Linked DNA regions of Salmo salar: region 1 is linked to region 2. A link is a contact called in public Hi-C data. All regions are on one chromosome and are shown on one strand. Each heading gives the region's core, a stretch centred on a gene start, on an enhancer-like site or on the middle of the called end of the contact. The rest is flanking DNA. Distances are from core to core; before and after follow the strand shown. Region 1 overlaps LOC106607584 (serine/threonine-protein phosphatase 2A 56 kDa regulatory subunit). Region 2 holds the start of LOC106607584 (serine/threonine-protein phosphatase 2A 56 kDa regulatory subunit).

Region 1 (2,700 bases), core at 186-2,685, 50 kb after region 2:
CATCGGCCCGATACCGATGTTGCAATTTTTAGCTGATATCAGCCGATTCCGATATGTTCACCGATATATCGTGCATCCTTATTTGTTATAATACTCAACGTCTCGTCTTTCAAAATACATTAAGTCCTCTTTATTTACCGCATTTCCCTCACAAAACATTTGCAAAAGTTGCCCAATTTGCGGGAGAGGATGGGGCAAACTTCTAGTCGCGAGCGTGGTTCAAGTTCAGAACCATTGTCAGACAAAACCAATACTGCACTATGAAGCGGAGACCTTGAGCTCTGATATCATGTATGGAAAAAAAATTGTTTCAATGTTTTACTGTGTAGTCTCTCTGTTGGCCATGTCAAGGTGGGACGGTGCAGCTAGAGGAAGTAAGTCGAACACACCTAGAGATGCACAAGGAGAAGCCAAGGAGTAGGGAACTCTAGTTCCTCTCTAAGTGCACCTAGATCACACTATGCCAGAGGTGCTCAGGGGGGCTGGGGTTTGGATTCGATTAACTCTTGTTTCCCCAGTGTGTTGGCCAGGGAATGCACTCCTTCATCTAATGCTTACAGGGTGCTGTTGACAACATAAGGATCAAAACCACCAGGCAGCAGCAGTTACCCCACCCACCACATAAAGGCTGGAATCCAAAGCTCCCCTCCCCTAAGAGAAGAAGCCGAGACAGGCCCTTAACTATAACTTGCAGCAGACTCTTACCATTGCTCACAGAGGAGGAATGTGAGGTGTGAGCAGCAGCACAGGATAAGGATCCCCGCTATGCAGGAAAAGAGAAAGACGGGGGAGAATGGCTCTTATGTAAGACCCGCTAACCCACAACACAATCACGCCTGATGCATGATGGTCCAATCCACTCTGGAACAGGCCTTTGCCTGCCTGCCTGTTCCAGTTTGGTTTCTGACAGGACCTTCTAGAGTTTAGAACCCAATCCTCTCATGGCCACTCTGTGTGTTGAAGCACAGAATTATGCGATATATATATATTTTTCTAATTGAACCTTTATTTAACAAGGCAAGTCAGTTAAGAACAAATTCTTATTTACAATGATGGCCTACCGGGGAACAGTAGCAGAACGACAGATTTTTACCTTGTCAGCTCAGGGATTCGATCGAGCAACCTTTCGGTTACTGGCCCAACGCTCTAACCACTAGGCTACCTGCCGTTGATGATGTGACAAGACCTTGGAGTCATTCAGCAAGGCACGACAAACCAAAATGCCTCATCTGTGCAATAGCCTTAATGTCAGGTGAGCCTCCCCTTTCCTGAGCTTCTCTCATAGCGAGATGTAACAGACTCCACATTCTGATTCCATGTAGTTAGCATGCATTCGGCTAAAGTTTGTCTCCAGTGATTTTGATTGAACTGGAACAAATGCAGTCCTACAGATAGCCTGCTAATGATGCGCCCCACCTCCCTTTGTCTGCACAGCAACAGCCAACCGGCCCAACCCTGTTCTGATGCGTCACACCTCTGTCTCTTCTCGCCAACGGGCACATTTTTACTAGTTGCGAAACTCGGAAGGAATTCCTGTGGAACGTTTTGGTGCTGCCGCCTGTGCATTTCCTCTGTGCCCCGGCCTCTGTTTCAGGCCATGTCTGTTTGGGAGACATAATTCAGAAATGTGTCACCTCTCAATGAGAAACTGCCCCCATCTCGCTGTCTCTGTGGCATCATGGTAAACCTCCTCGCTTGTACCAACTCTAACCCTCCAGCAGTGGATTTAATGTGTGTGTGTGTGTGTGTGTGTGTGTGTGTGTGTGTGTGTGTGTTAGAGTTGTCATGTGAAAATTATGTATGTATATGAAAGGGGATACCTAGTCAGTTATACAACTGAATGCCTTCAACTGAAATGTGTCTTCCGCATTTAACCCAACCCGAGGTGTGTGTGTGTGTGTGTGTGTTAATATACGCACACACACAGCAATACACACATTAATCAACTGCATTCATCGGCACTGTACTAGAAAAGGTCTTGGTGAATTGGCAGTGTGAGGGTTTCAGTTAGTCACATGCCAGCTGTGTGTGCCATGTGTGAAACACTTTGACACATTTGCTGTGTACAGTACAGACAGAGCTGAGAAGAAAATGGCCAGAGCAGAGCACAGATCTGGGAGGCGAGGTGTGCATCTAGGAACAGCTTGTCCTTTGTAATGTACATGAGAATCCATCTAGGCCTTCACAGTAAGGACACGCTAATTGAGGAACATGAAGACACATGGTGGAAGTGGGTTTATAGAAAAGGATGCTTTTCAGATTCAGACCCTAATGCTTGTACTATTTGGAAGAAAAATAAACAGTTTGCCTGTCTCGACATTCCAGGTAGTTTTTAATACAAAAATAGCCACCCTTGATGTCTTTCTGCAGTATTGGAGAAATCTGCAATCGGAAGTCAAAGTCATGAAATCAACACTTTCCCTTGTGGACAGGAGGATGAAGGATTTCATGTCTCCTGTGTGAGCATCAGAAATGAAAGGAAAATGCTCTGTTGATGGAGTCTTGTGCATGACTGCAGCCAGCATAGTTAATGTTTTAACGAGCCGTTGGCAAGGCCTTATACACAAGTCCATGTTATGGTAGTATGTGCCTGTTTTCAGCCCTCCCTTTAAAAAAAATGCCTTTAAAATGACAACAGAACAGTTTCAACAGTGAACACAATGCTATTTTGAGTTAAAACAAGACATTCACCTGTTCGAT
Region 2 (2,700 bases), core at 54-2,553:
TATGGGCCAAATGTCCCCTTCAGAAATTCGAAAGAGTCGAAATCCTAATTTGTCTAAGTGATCAGTCACAAGAAAATCTGTGCACCGGAACAAAGTTCCTTGTTAGTTGTTGCAGACGGTTGACAGACGCTACGATACCAGTTATGTGCGTCTATCTACGAGAGATTGAGTGGGTAATGGTGTTTGTTTTCCCTTCAGATGGATTCTACAGGCAGGTGAAGCAGATCAGCGGGGCTGTCAACCTGCAATATATTTGTCTCATAACATTTTCTTCTGCTCTCTTCATGCGATCACGTGCAAAGGTTAGCGTGTCCCTAGACTCAGAGAATCACATGGGGTCAAACAATTCTTCTAACCACTCACTTTGCTGTAATAACCTAATGTAGTAGGTGTAGAAAGACACCTGAGAGGAGTCCCCACTTCAAATTTTCAGGGGAAATGGAAATTGAAAGGTTGAAAATAGGCCCTCTCTATCCCTGAAAACTGGCAACATTCACGTTCTGCTAACACTGCTAAGGGTGTTGCTGTAAATGTAGGGGACAGGTTTATGGTCCATGCTTTCTGGGAATCCTTGGGATGTCCCTACCACATTGAAGTTGACATTTAAAATGGTTAAGGTAAGGGTTAGGGTAGGGACTTCCCAACGATTCTGGATAGCACTAACCACACATTTGTTGGATGCTACAGAGTGTCCTGATGGATAAAAATAGTATCATGATGTACTTGCAATTGCAAGTGCCTGGCCTCAAAATAATCACTCACCAGTGTGATCTGAAAAGACAATTGTGACTTTGTTTATTTGGATCTTAGTACTGTATCTAGCCTATTTATAAAAGTTTCCAACTTTTCATTGGCTGAAAGTTGATTGCATTAAATTTGAAACCGGGTTGCCCTTACTTGAGCCTCCAAACAAAAGTGACATAATTCAGCACGTATAGTAATTTGTACGATTATGTGTTATGGCGTGCAAAGCGATTGCTTTTGATTAAACAAATTGTTAGACACTTCAAACATTTATTTTGAGGAAAATATATCTTGAATGTTTCTGGACTGCACTATGCTGCCTTGTTGACAAAATGACCGAGCGGCACAGATTACTGTTCGATTTGAGAGGCGCTCCTCCCTCCCCGCTTTCGTCCGATGACGTCATGGGCATTTGCCCGGTGCCCGCGGCTTAGCATAATCGAATCCGCCCATTGTCACATGGTTTAGAGCCCGGTCTTAATCGAATTCGATTGGTTAAAAAGGCATGGAGCATGCAACTTTCGACATTTTTGTTGGATACTGGCGTTGCCTGTCAAATTACGTACACTCGTGTCACAAAATGCAACCCGACAACGATGCGAAACTGTTTACGGTTGCACAGAGTCTACAGTGTTGTGGCTTCTGCATGGATGTGTTTTATCTAGCGAATCTATTGGAAAAGTTATTGTTGAGGTCCGAGCATAACTGAAAATTCCTTATCGGGGTGTCAGTGCAACTCGATGAACAGATAATTCCGACTAAATGGACACGGGAACATGACTCCATTGGCGCCGCTGTTTTTCCGATATGAACGTTACTGAGTAACGTTAGGTCGAGGTTGCCAGACTTCATTCGTCCAGACTGTTTTTTTTTGACAAAGCCAACTGCGGCTACAAGACACGGACTACAGTATTTATTTTTCTTGTGAAAATTAGTATGAATTTCATCATGAGAGTTCGCTTTAAATTGTAAATGTTCATATTATCTAGCTAGCTAACTGTGCGTTTTAACACGTTAGCCAAGAAGCTAGCTAGCGGTAGCATTTATTTGTCTGTCATTTACAGTACATGGCATAACATTACTTGCTTTCTCTGAAATAGCTAGTTAGCTATAACAATGACAACACTAGCAACAGGTATATTGCAGAAATTACAAGTTAACAAATATACCGAGCAATTTAGTTAGCCAATGTTTCTGTTGTCAGACAATTAGTTAGTTAACGTTAGCCTAGCAACTTTGGCTTGTTAACGCTTAACGTTCGTTTTGTAAACAGCTCGCTGGACTCTCAACAAGCGGACCGAATTATGCGGGCTTTACATGGAAACTGATTAACAAGCTACAGTAGTGGATCCAACAAGGAGAAGAGGTGTTTTTTTTTTAAAGCTTGCGGTTCACTCCATTATTTCAAGTTGGAGAATATTTTGATGTGGCTGGGAGACATAGCCTACGTGTGGTAACCCCTGAATCTGTCTTTGGTGCACTTGTAAAAACATATTTTTACGTTATAGTTTATGCACCACAATGTCGGCTATCTCTGCGACTGAGAAAGTGGACGGGTTCACACGAAAATCAATGAGGAAAGCCCAGAAACAGAAGAAATCTCAAGGGTCGTCCCAGTTCCGAACTCAAACTCTTACTGAGCTTTCACCCTTGCCGCAGCTCAAAGGTAAGACTAACTATTAGAGGATTAACAATTCTGCCTGAAATAGTGTCCATGAAAGGGTGGTGGTGTAGTGTTGATACTTTCCCATTACACCTGCAAACGTGATCAATACCTGACGTACTCAGACATCGATCTGTACAGGGATACAAATGTGTTGGTGGTGAATGCAACGCGGAAGCTATGGGTAGCTAATGACAGTTGCGATGACATGCATTTTCAGCTTCTGTTCCTGGGCACCCAGCTGTGATCCGTGTTCAGGTGTGAACACTGAAGTGCAATCCTTGTAAACTAGG

Evidence for each region. A called contact is a pair of places that touch in the nucleus more often than the background predicts.
Region 1: a contact with region 2 is called in a Hi-C map of gill, with 4 times the contacts expected there. The contact joins the enhancer-like site here to the promoter of LOC106607584 in region 2. A contact is called at or near these places in 2 of 3 Hi-C or Micro-C datasets (gill and muscle).

Annotation. Positions count from the first base shown.
Region 1 is chrssa06:49,215,401-49,218,100 of Ssal_v3.1, forward strand. The region is part of intron 1 of LOC106607584 (serine/threonine-protein phosphatase 2A 56 kDa regulatory subunit); the gene reads left to right. Among protein-coding and RNA genes, the nearest start is that of LOC106607584, 50 kb to the left of the region's middle. Within about 2 kb of position 1,436, at least 3 of the 13 cell types and tissues checked have an H3K27ac peak or open chromatin away from gene starts, as enhancers often do. A contact at or near this core is called in gill, where this site is marked.
Region 2 is chrssa06:49,165,098-49,167,797 of Ssal_v3.1, forward strand. LOC106607584 (serine/threonine-protein phosphatase 2A 56 kDa regulatory subunit) reads left to right here and starts at 1,304. Exons shown (of 13, transcript XM_014204662.2): 1 at 1,304-2,410. The coding sequence starts at 2,266.